3 separate regions of the Mus musculus genome follow, and all the other regions are linked to region 3. A link is a contact called in public ChIA-PET and promoter capture Hi-C data. All regions are on one chromosome and are shown on one strand. The core of a region is the stretch at or near the end of the contact, and the rest is flanking DNA. Distances in the headings are between cores, read along the strand shown.

The links. Promoter capture Hi-C pulls out the DNA fragments that hold promoters and counts their contacts. ChIA-PET counts read pairs in DNA pulled down with a chosen protein or histone mark.
Region 1: a contact with region 3 is called in an RNA polymerase II ChIA-PET map of effector CD8 T cells, with 20 read pairs. The contact joins the promoter of Fkbp11 here to the promoter of Kansl2 in region 3. A contact is called at or near these places in 4 of 39 promoter capture datasets (cranial neural crest, embryonic stem cells, neural stem cells and 1 more), 5 of 115 datasets of contacts at active chromatin or transcription factors (bone marrow-derived macrophages, effector CD8 T cells, embryonic stem cells and 1 more) and 2 of 9 other capture datasets (adipose tissue and liver).
Region 2: a contact with region 3 is called in a promoter capture Hi-C map of neural stem cells. The contact joins the promoter of Ccdc65 here to the promoter of Kansl2 in region 3. A contact is called at or near these places in 4 of 39 promoter capture datasets (the HPC-7 cell line, cranial neural crest, macrophages and 1 more), 1 of 15 datasets of contacts at CTCF or cohesin (the NIH/3T3 cell line), 1 of 484 Hi-C or Micro-C datasets (nephron progenitors), 6 of 115 datasets of contacts at active chromatin or transcription factors (bone marrow-derived macrophages, embryonic stem cells, large pre-B cells and 1 more) and 3 of 9 other capture datasets (adipose tissue, liver and pancreatic islet).

Annotation. Positions count from the first base shown.
Region 1 is chr15:98,726,374-98,730,128 of GRCm38.p6, forward strand. It overlaps Fkbp11 (FK506 binding protein 11), which reads right to left and starts at 1,825. Exons shown (of 6, transcript NM_024169.4): 1 at 1,584-1,825; 2 at 1,310-1,375; 3 at 838-925; 4 at 527-560; 5 at 111-181. The coding sequence starts at 1,712.
Region 2 is chr15:98,706,392-98,710,170 of GRCm38.p6, forward strand. Ccdc65 (coiled-coil domain containing 65) reads left to right here and starts at 1,803. Exons shown (of 8, transcript NM_153518.2): 1 at 1,803-2,145; 2 at 2,664-2,831. The coding sequence starts at 2,005.
Region 3 is chr15:98,532,433-98,536,274 of GRCm38.p6, forward strand. Kansl2 (KAT8 regulatory NSL complex subunit 2) reads right to left here and starts at 1,837. Exons shown (of 10, transcript NM_133714.5): 1 at 1,470-1,837; 2 at 1,086-1,344. The coding sequence starts at 1,336.

The sequences.
Region 1 (3,755 bases), core at 575-3,074, 190 kb after region 3:
CCCAGCTCAATTCTTTCCTGAGATTTGATCTGGACTTTTTCAAGCTCGAGACAGAGCAGAGGTTCTTGGGACTGTGTGTGACAGGCAGGAGAAAGGCCTGGTTAGGTTACCTGGGATAGATGGCGGGTACCCTCGCTTTCCATAAGCCAGGTGAGAAGGAATGACTGCTCTTCGCTTCTCTCTGAGGGAAGGAACAGGGATTGCAGGCAGGAGGGGGGTGAGCTGGCAGCCTCAGCCCATCTGAAGTGCCTTACCCCCCTCCTCAGATAGCGACACCAAAATATGAAATTCTCCACCTGACAGGTGGATCAGCAAAGTCACCAATCTCCCCACAGCACTCAGCCTCCCCCAACAAAACTGACAGCTGGAGAGATGCCCTGGGGGGGGGGTTCCCATTAACCTGCACCTCTCCAGTATGAAGTCAGGGGCCCTTTACTCTACAACGTCCTGCCACTGGAGAAGGGATGACAGAGAAACCTTCTACCCGGAAAAAGGAGCAGTCAGGCCCCGGCCTTCAGATACTCACCCCACACACATGTCCAAAAGGCTCTGCTCCAGACCTTGAGGAAGAAGGCAAAACTGAACTAGAAGCTACATATCTTCCCCACAGTACCCAAGAGGAAAATCAAAGGCTCCCCGTCATCAAATGAGCTTAGCTCCACTTCTCAGACTCTCTGCCGCAGTGATGTGTGGGGCAAGAAGAGTGTTAGAAGTGGAGTCTGAGGTAGCGGGAGAGCCTTGGGATCCTTTTCATTCTAGCGGCTGTTCCAGAGCAATACAGCCGGCAAGCAAGCAAGGGCTTAGGCTAGGGAGAGGTCAGAGGCACGGGGCACATACCTGGAATCACCTGCTTTTGGCCGAGTTCTATGACCAGAGGATCTCTGGTCAGAGAAGTGTCAATAATGCGTCCATCTACCAAACTGCCCTGAAGACAAAAAAAAATGGTGGGTCTAAACCCACCATTCTTCCCACAATTTGGGACCACCCGGAAGGAAGCAACCCCTTTAACAAACTTGTGTCCTGTCCCCATCTCCTTCCACCCACCACCACCATGGGCAAGAAGGAACAGGAAGCCCCACGGGGCTGGCGCTTCTTGGAGCTCTCTCTATCCTTCTTTTCTCAGCGCTGGAGAGGAATCGGCAGAAAACAAGGAAGAAAGAGAAGCAGGCGAGAGGACGCCCCCACGTGCGGGCTGATCCTAGGACTCAAGTTCTCTAGGATAGCTTGCCACGTGTCCAAGCCAAAGCTGACGTGTTTCAGCCGGGCGCCGCCCCTCCCAGGCCACGCCCCGGACCCCCAAGCCCCTCACCGTGTAGTGTATGTGGAGCGTGTCTCCAATGGCAGCAGATTCCGTGCACGATTCAGGGGGCTGCACCTACGATCAGACTACAAGGGTCAAGGCTGCTCCTCCTAAGCTCCTCTGGAGACCCAGCACCTTTTCCCCCAACTCAGTTCCTTCGCTTCTTTCCTCTTCACTCTCACAGGACCATTTAGAGTCCCAGGCTTCCCCGCGATCCCTGGCCGTAAAGGGGAACGGCGGGACATGGGGTGGGGGGAGGGGAGTGGCACCACAGTCTCCTCACCAGGGTCTCCACTTGGAGGGTCCGGACAGGACTTTCGGTTTCTGGCCCAGCCTCAGCCCGGCACACCGCCCCACTGAACAGTAGCAGCAGTAACAGCTGGAGTGGTAGGAGCAAAGGGCTCAGGGTCATGATTGGACCGGGTCAGAGCACCAGGATACCAGGGCAGGCTGTTCGGGTGCACGCGACCAGGACGGGTTCCCTCACTCCAGGCCAGACTGGTATGGGCGGGTTTTCAAGGCGCTAGCTCCTCCTCCTCCTCCTCTTGCAGCCCTCCCTCCACTTTGTCCCCACCTCCTAGAGGGGAAGAGACTGCAGAATTCCCTAACCTGTGATGGAGGTCGCGGATGGTGACCCATCTAACAGTCTTTCTGACCCATGACGACGGCTGGATCATGTAATAGCACATATTTGCCATTACCAACTGTAAAGAGGGGCGTTCGTTTGTCTCTAACCTGCGAATGGCCAGGAAAGGGAGGCACACACTTGTCCCCATTTCATAGCTAGGGCACTTGCCCAAGGTTAACATGGCAACTGGTGACAGTACTCAAGCACAGGGCTAGCATTTGTGCTCTGCTCGGTCTTCTAAGATCTGTCCCTTTCCACTAAGCCCAGAGGCAGGTGTCCAAGTCGGCTGACCCTTCACACTCCTGTTCATTCTGCTCTCGGGTATGTCCAGAAAGAGCTGGCGGCTTCTCCAGCCTCCTGTCTTGGGAAGCATTACGGGGCATCTTCCTGTAAAAAGTGATCCATCACAGATCTTCTCCTACCAGCAATGGCGTTTCCTTCCTGTTTTCCACAAATCCTTTTCACAACAGCAGCACGGACACCAGTCTTGTGTTTATGCAAGGACTTCAGTTTTTAAAGGGGGCTCAAGTAATTTTAGGCAGCCTTACCAGTTTCGAATTTCATGGTCTGAACACTCACTGACAACCTAAGCTGTGGTACCCAGCTCCTGGTCACTCACTCAAAGGCTGTCTGGCATGGTGTCCTTCCATACCATATTTATTCTCAGGCTGTTTCTTGGTTCGTTGTCTTCTTTAGCATTGATACCGGTTGTAAACACAATTCCACCTGTGTGTCTGGCCAGCAGCTCAGACTACACACACACACACCCAACACACACTTCCTCTTATTTGGAAGAACCTGACCTCCCTGACCTGGCTGTCTTGGTGGTTCTCCTGTACCGACATTCTGAGATTTCTTCCATCTCTAATACCCAACCAGTTTCCTTTGGGATTTCCTCTTCCAGCCCCATTAGCGAGTGCCTCCATATATAATGCTATCATTCTAATTAAGCTCTCATGTTCTCTGGGGGTGGCTTTGTGGTATTGGGGATCCAGTCCAGGCAGGGCTCTGCTCATACCTGGCAAGCGCCTTAGTTAACACCCCTAACCCAGGAATTATTTTTTAAATGCTCATTGTCAGAGGCTGGATAGATGGCTCAGTGCTTAAGAGAGTTTGCTGCTCTTCCAAAGACCAATTCCCTGCACACACATCAGATGGCTCAAAAAGTCTGTAACTCTAGCTCCAAGGACTCCAATGCCCTCGTCTAGTGTCCATATACACAATAAAAATAAATCTTAAAAAAAAAAAAGCAAAACCCTGCCTTCCAGATGTTGTGGTACACACCTTTAATTCCAACACTCAGGGGGCAGAGGCAGACAAATTCCTGAGTTTCAGGCCATGTAGGACTACACAGTCAAACTCTCTTTAAAGAAGCAACAAAAACAAAACACTGGAACCTGAATTGGTACAGTGGGATAGGGTGGTGCACACCTTGAACCCCAGCATGGCTACATAAAACCCCCCTCAAATACTAACTGAAGCCACAGGCGGCAGGAATTCCTGGGGTTGGTAGCATGCTGTGTCTTGAGGATATGGGGTTTTATAGATGCACTTTAAACCCGTCAAATGTGTGCCTAACTTCTGTGCATGTGGCTAGGGAGGTAGCTCAGTGAGAGAATGCTTGTTTTGTTTTGGTTGGTTGGTTTTGTCTTTTCCACACTAGGTTTCTTTGTGTAAACCTGGCTGGCTTGGACCTTGCTCTATAGACCAGGCTGTCCTGGAACGCAGAGATTTGTCTGCCTCTGCTTCCTGAGTGCTGGGATTAAAGATGTGTGCCACTTTCTACCAGGCGCTTTATTCCTAGAGTATAATTCCCAAGCACCAAAA
Region 2 (3,779 bases), core at 553-3,052, 170 kb after region 3:
GTCTCTTGAGGGCTGGGATTAAAGGGATGTGTCACAAACACCCAAGTACCTGTTAGTAGACGTTGGGGTTGCAACAGTTCCCTACTTTTTTGCCTTTGTAGCTTTGTTTTCCTAAATGTCTCATATAACATTCACAATAATACTGTCACCGCCAGCAGGGACTACAGCTCAGTGATGTGATCAGAGCAGCCTAAGGAGGCTCCGGGGAAGCTATGGGGACTTCTTCTAACTCAGGTCCTCTTGGCTATGTCTACCACAGAAAAGAATTCCAGGATGAGTCAGAGTGAGGAAAAGCTGGCTTACTGATGAGACAGAAAAACAGACAGACAGACAGACAGACAGAGACACAAGAGAGAGACAGAAGACTGAAGAGCAGGCATGAGAAGGGCACAGCTGGCTGCCTGGAGGTCACAGTGTGTGATTGGGGGCTTCGATGCTGCTTCAGGTGCAGATATTCCTAGGAGGGAGTGTGCACTGGTGTACATCTTTTTGTTAGCCACAGATTTTGCCCTTGAAAAGTAGGGTTAAAAAAAAATTTTTTTTAAGGAGCTGAAGAGGGCTGGTGAGATGGCTCAGTGGGTAAGAGCACCTGACTGCTCTTCCGAAGGTCCGGAGTTCAAATCCCAGCAACCACATGGTGGCTCACAACCTCCCTCATCTGGAGTGTCTGAAGACAGCTACAGTGTACTTACATATAAATAAATAAATCTTTTTTAAAAAAGGAGCTGAAAAGATGGCTCAGCGGTTAAGAACACTGGCTGCTCTTCCATAGATCTTGAGTTCAATTCCCATCAACTCACAACCATCTGTCATGGGGTCTGATGCCTTCTTCAGGCAAGCAGGTATACATGCAAATGAAGCACTCACACATTTAGAGAGAGAGAGAGAGAGAGAGAGAGAGAGAGAGAGAGAGAAACAAATTTAAGCTGGAAGTGATGACTCCTACATTTGATCCAAGCACTGGGGGTGGGGGATGTGGGGCGAGGCAGAAGTAGATGGATTTCTATCTATACAGTGAGTTTCTGGCCATCCAGGGCTACACTGAAACACTGTCTTAATTTTTTAGTAAGATTTATTTATGTGTATTTGCGTTTCTCTTGCATGTATATGTGTGGACCATGTGTCTACCCCATGTCCACAGAGGTCAGATGAGGGAGTCAGATCCCCTGGGACTGGAGTTATGAACAGTCATGAGCTGCCCATGTGGGTGCTAGGAACCAAACCCAGGTCTTCTGCAAGAGTGGCAAGTGCTCTTTGCCTCTGAGCCATCTCTCTATCACTAAGGAGACAATTTACAAAATATTTTTAAATATTTTATGTGTATGTGTGTTTGTGCACGTTAATGCAGCGTCCACCGAGGCCAGAAAGGCGTGTTTTGATCTCCTGAAACTGGGGTTCCAGGTGCTTGTGATCTCAGACCATTGGGCTTGGCAGTACCTCCCTTACCCAGTGAACCATCTCATTATTTGTATGTATGTGTAAGTGGTTTTGACCTGTTCTACGAAATCCGATGCTGTCTTCTGACCTCTGCAGGCACCAGGCATGCGCACGGTGCTCAGACACACACGTGGACAAACCAGGCATACACCAAATTAAAAAGTAAAATGGAAAAACTATTTGAAGACATTTATTATTTTTTTAAGAGAGACTAGGGTTCTTGATTTAAAAAAAAAAAAAAAAAAAAAAAAAGCCTACTTAAAAGAACTGACTGCGGTCCTCCGGCATGCAGGGGGCGCTGAAGTAATGCTGCCTCCCTATTTCTCACCCCGCGGTCTTAGCGAAGGTCCTTGTTGCTAGGAGACAAGATGCGTCTTTCTGTTCTCCAGCTGGGAGTCGGGTGTCGCCTGAGCACTCTTGGCGTGGAGGACAGAGGTCTAAGGCCCCATTACCTTAGCTCCAGAAGGTCCCTCCCTGTCTATGGGAAGTTTTTCTTTCTAATTCCTCACAAGTGGCTCGTAGCAGCAGGCAGAGGCTCCTTGCCCGGACCCAGTCCGCAGCCCAGCCATGTCTAAAAAAGGAAAAAAGCCCAAGTTGCCCAAGGCACCCCTGTCCGAGGAAGATCAGCTGCTTATATTTCAGCAAAAGATGCTGGCTGACGAAGAGGCAGCCAAGAAGAAAGAGAGACTCCTCACCCAGTTCTTGAAGGTGATGCTCGTCTGCAGTGTGTCCTGCCCAAACCCCCAAACCCCCAAACCCACCGCCCATGCACTGGTACCGTTGCCTGGGGTCGCGTCCTTGTGGCAGGCTCATTTTCATCCTTTCCTATCCCTCTGAAGTCCTTGGTCCCAAAATACATGGGCTTCAGACAACATTGGTTTTTGCCTAGGGCATTCTCTGTGAAACATGGGGGAGGGGAGAATTGAGTTTGGCAGTATCAACCGAGCCCCCAGAATTAGGACAGTGGATGCTGTCAGGTGTCCAAATTCAGCTGTCTTGAATTCTGAGGTTGGGTCTGGAGTGGGGTCGTTAGAAACTCTTCTCTGATGCTTCACCCTGAAGGGAACCCATTCATTGGAAACCACAAACAGGAGCCCCCGAGTGTTGGCTGCCAAGGGCTTTGTTTGTGAGAATACACGGGGACTGGTATTTTTCAGCGTGGTATCGATAGCACCGAGGTGGACCTTTCGCCTTGGCTGAAACGCATGTGATTACTCCTCCCTCAGGACAAGTTGGCCAAAGAAGAACACAACAGCGCTCTAAACCTTAATAAGATTAACACGCAGTGGAGAACCATCCTCAGGGAGGTGAAGACCAGAGAGCTTCACCAAGACATCGAGATCCTCAGCCAGACCTTTGAACGCGTGGTGGACTGTAAGGACAGCGTCATCAAGGTATGCACCCTCTCGGGCGTGGTGGCGCACACCTTTAATCCCAGTACTCGAGAGGCAGAGGCAGGTGGATTTCTGAGTTCAAGGCCAGCCTGGTCTACAGAGTGAGTTCCAGGACAGCCAGGGCTACACAGAGAAACCCTGTCTCAAAAAGACCCCCCCCCAAAAAAAAAAAGAAAGAAAGAAAGAAAGAAAGAAAGAAAGAAAGAAAGAAAAAAGAAAAGGGAAAGGGAAAAGGGAAAAAAGAAGGAAAAGGAAAAGGAAAAAGGGAAAAAAAAAAAAGTATGCACTCTCTCCAGAGAGCAGGCGGGGATGGCTTCCAGACCTTCCTAGGTAGAATGGGCCTAGTGAATTATTTATTATTTATTGTTGTTATTGCTGCTGCTGTTACTATTATTATTAATTATTATTTTGAGACAAAGTCATGTATCCTATTATTGTTATTACTATTATTATTACTTTTGAGACAAAGCCATGCTTTCCTATAATGGCCTCAGACTCACACGTAACAGGATAGATAACCGTGAACTCCCCACCCTCCTACCCCAACTTCCCAACTGCTGGAGTGGCAGGTGTGAGCTACACAGCTGGATCTACCTAATCAGCCTTCAAGCCTTCACCAGGCACAGGCTGTGACAAACGTGGCCTATTGGTTCTAATCACTGTCACTGAGATGAGAAAGGAATTTCTGAGCTGTAACTCTTCTCCCCTACCTTAGAGGCTCTGAATCCTATGGGGCAGCCAGCATCACCAGCAACTTGAACTCAGGCCCACGCCTTTATTTCAGTATCCGAAGGCTCAGTTCCAGAGAAGGAAGCTGACCTATCCAGGGTTGTCCAGTTCCAGGCAGAAGCCGAGAGGACTCTCGTGTGGATATTTTGTTCTTTCTGAAGGGTCTCACTCTGTAACTCTGGCTGTCCTGAAACTTGCTATGTAGCCAAGGCTGGCCTC
Region 3 (3,842 bases), core at 587-3,086:
TTAGAGTGCCAATTCAGTGACTCAGCAAACAGAAGGGCCTACCACCAAGGCCAGACAGACCACCTGAGTTCCATCACCCCCCACACAGCAGAAAGCTACCCTCCGACCACGTGTGTGTGGCAGCACGTGAATCCTCATAATAGATGTTTAAGGAAGAAGACTTTAGAGCTGCAATCCCAGAACTCCAGAAGCCGAGGCAGGAGAATTAAGGGTTAAAATCAGTCTGACCATAATCAGAACTCAAAACCTTAATTTTTCCAGCAAGCGATTAACTAAATATCTCTCCCTCAAATGGCCTTCCAGTTCTCATTATTGGCGGGGTGGGGTGGGAGGGTTGAGACAGGGTTCTGTTTAGCCCTGGCAATTCTGGAATTCAATGCTTTTACTAGGCTGGCCTGAACTCCCAAGTGCCAGGATTAAAGGCCTGCACCACTGCTGCCAGCATCATCACCTCTGAGCATTTGAGTGTTTTGACCTGCCTCCCAAAGAGTGAATATCCTTAATACCTTTTTTACAAACACACGACCTAAAACTCCGCAGATACGACCAACTCTACACATCATGTTCCCCTTTGCACTTTAAAACTGAAGGCAGGGGACAAGCATGTGGCACCAACATTCTCCCACTCCAGTTCCAGGAGACCCAACGCCCTCCCCTCAAGCATGAACGTGGTACACCAACACACATGCAGGCAAACACCCATACACATGAAAGTTCTTTAAAAAACCATAAAGGGTTGCCAAAACTGTTCCAAGCAAGGGCGAGACTGTCTCAAAAGAGGAGCCGGGGGTGGGGGAGTCTGTGACTCTGCAAGCCTAGCTTAACCTTCTGTCTGTCCTTCCGTACCAGGAGGTACTAAAACCGACTCCAGCAAATTGGCCTCTGACCTCCCCACGTGTCCCTAACCACACAAAACAAACTACCAACGGGAAATAAATGCTTCGAAATGTAATAAAAGTCTAACGGTAGGAGGTTTGGGCGTTGAAGCAGGCTCGGTGATACAACCTGTGCTTGGCGTGCATTGAAAAGTAAGAACGACTCTCGGAGCCCGAAGGCACCCATATAACCCACGCCTCTCCACGTACCCATCTTTCTTCTCGGGCTTTGGGGCAGCACTGGGGCACCTTTTTCCATTCTTCGTCGAGACGTAACTACATTGTTTGAAGGGTGCATTCTTGTCTTCAAGAATGTGCTTAATGCAGAACTCCTGCCCCTCCAGCCGCGGCTGAGAGCACGGGCGGTGAGTGAACGAACAGGAAAGGGGCTCCTGCGACCTGGGCACTGGGGTGATCCTCCCCCGATTCGTTGGCAAGACGTGAATCCGAATCCTGTTCATGCCAAAACCTGCGGGGAGGGCGGTCACACGACAGATCGAAACGGCCTTAGCCCGGCCACGAGTCCTGGTTGCGTGCTCCCGCGGCCGCCCTCCAGCCTCCCGTCACCGACCCGCCCGCCGCCCGGGCCCCTACCACGTTGGCCGAATCTCCGCAGCAGCAGACCGGAAGCGCGGCGCCTGTCCCACGCGGCACCACTGCAACGGCGCGGCACGCCCCGCCCCCACGCCCCGGCTCGCCGCCTTTGTCCCTGGCCGCCTCAGCGCTCACAGCCCCGACCCGAGCGCCTTGGCCGTCGTCCTACAAGCGCCATCTTGTCCCACGGCTCCCGGCACCGGAGAACCTGGCTCCCCGAAAGCCTAGCAACCAGAGAGGCTCCAACGCTGCAGGAGACGACGTGCCGCGCTGAGCTGACAGAGAAGGCGAGCAGCGCCTAACAGCAAAGGAGAAGCGCCCGGCACGGCGCCATCTTACCTCCCCCACCGCGCGGCACCGCGCAGCTTGCCCTCTGGCTGCTCCGCCTGCTCGGAACGCGACCCTAGACGCTGATTGGTTGCTGCGCTGAGGGTGCTGTGCTCCTATTGGTCAGAACTAACACTAGCCTGTGGAGGGCGGGACAGTGAGAGACTCCACAACGGGAGTGGCTGAAGTGAAGTGTCTGTCAGAAACTCGGCCGGTGAGTGGGCCGTCGGAAAGGCGGGCCACCGCCAGTCGCCGGATTCGGATATTTTTCCATCTGAAGGGTTCGTCTTCTGGTGGCAGTAGTCTCCAGTCTTCTCGGGCAGCTACTTCTTTACCGTCCCTACACAGCAGAAGAGTAGACATTGGGGTGGCTGGAGAAATGGCACCGACTGCTCTTCTAGAGATCCTGAGTTCAATTCCCAGCAACCACATGGTGGCTCACAACCAACTCTAACGGGATCCGATGCCCTCTTCTGCAGTGTCAGAAGACAGGGACAGTGTACTCATATGAATAAATCTTAAAAAAAAGAAAAGAAAAAAAGTGGACGGTGGCTGACCGTGTTTTCTGTTTACACATGAAAAGGTTTTATTAGTTTTCTATGGTGACCAACCAGTTCATTTAATTTTTTTTTCTTGGTCATTTCATGTAAACACTCGAACTCTTTCTATCTCATGAATCATATATATGTACTAATTAATTTTTGTAGAGCAGCCCTAAGAGGTAGACATTATTTTTTAGGTAGACATTATTTACAGATAAAGTGATGGAAAATCAAAATGACTTCTGGCATAGCGCATGCTTCTCAACGCCCTGCCGAATAGTGTATTATAGAAACAGGCTATTCCGTTTTCACGATTCTTTAAAGATTCCAACCACACCTATAGAAATCCGATGGCTCTCTGCCTTATTCTCTTCTTCTTCTCCCCCCCCCCCCGCCCCCCTTTGGAGACAGGGTTTCTCTGTGCAGCCCTGGCTGGCCTCGAACTCAGAAATCCGCCTGCCTCTGCCTCCCAACTTATTCTCTTAAGAGAGTATCTCCCACTTGGTAGTGGTGGCAGACTCCTTTAACCCCAGCACTGGGGGGGGGGGGGGGGGGGGGAAGAGTAGAAGCAGGCAGATCTCCGAGTTCGAGGCTAACTTGGTTTACAAAGCCAGTTCCAGGACAGCCAGGGCTGCACAGAGAAACCGTGTCTCAAAAACAAAAGATGAAAAAGCCACCAGGTACGGTTACGGTAGGTAGCACACACCAGTAATCTGAACACTGTGGAGAGAGGCAAGGGGGTCTCTGTGGTCAAAGACAGGATCTGGACTTGTCTCACTGAACCTGGAGTGCACCATTTTTAAAAACTTATTTGTGCCCGGCATGGTGGCGCACATGCCTTTAATCCCAGCACTCGGGAGGCAGAGGCAGGCAGATTTCTGAGTTCGAGGCCAGCCTGGTCTACAGAGTGAGTTCCAGGACTCTGAGTAGCCAGGGCTACACAGAGAAACCTTGTCTCAAAAAAACAAGGGAAAAAAAAGAGTTACAGTGGTTTGGTGTCTCTTCACACCAATAAGAATTCAGGTACATGCGTACATGATGTAAACTCTCCCATTTAAAAATAAGAAAAATGTTCACCAGCTACTGTTCCTATTGCTGTGCCTAAGACATGATCTCCTTATACAGCCATCTTGCCTCAAATAGCTACTCTCCTGCCTCAGCTTCTTTTTTTTTTTTTTTCCGAGACAGGGTTTCTCTGTATAGCCCTGGCTGTCCTGGAACTCACTTTGTAGACCAGGCTGGCCTCGAACCCAGAAATCTGCCTGCCTCTACCTCCCAAGTACTGGGATCAAAGGTGTGTGCCACCACGGCCTGGCTCTGCCTCAGCTTCTTTAGTGCTGGGTGGAGGGAAGCTGGAGACAGGTGGATCCTGAAGCCTGCTGGTCAGCCGAGCTAGACTGCCAACTCCAGCAAGTGTGTTGTCAGTCCCAGATCTCTACTCTCTTGAATTTTGTCTGGTTAGGAATCTCTCCACAGCAAACTGACACTCAAGCTTACAGGTGAC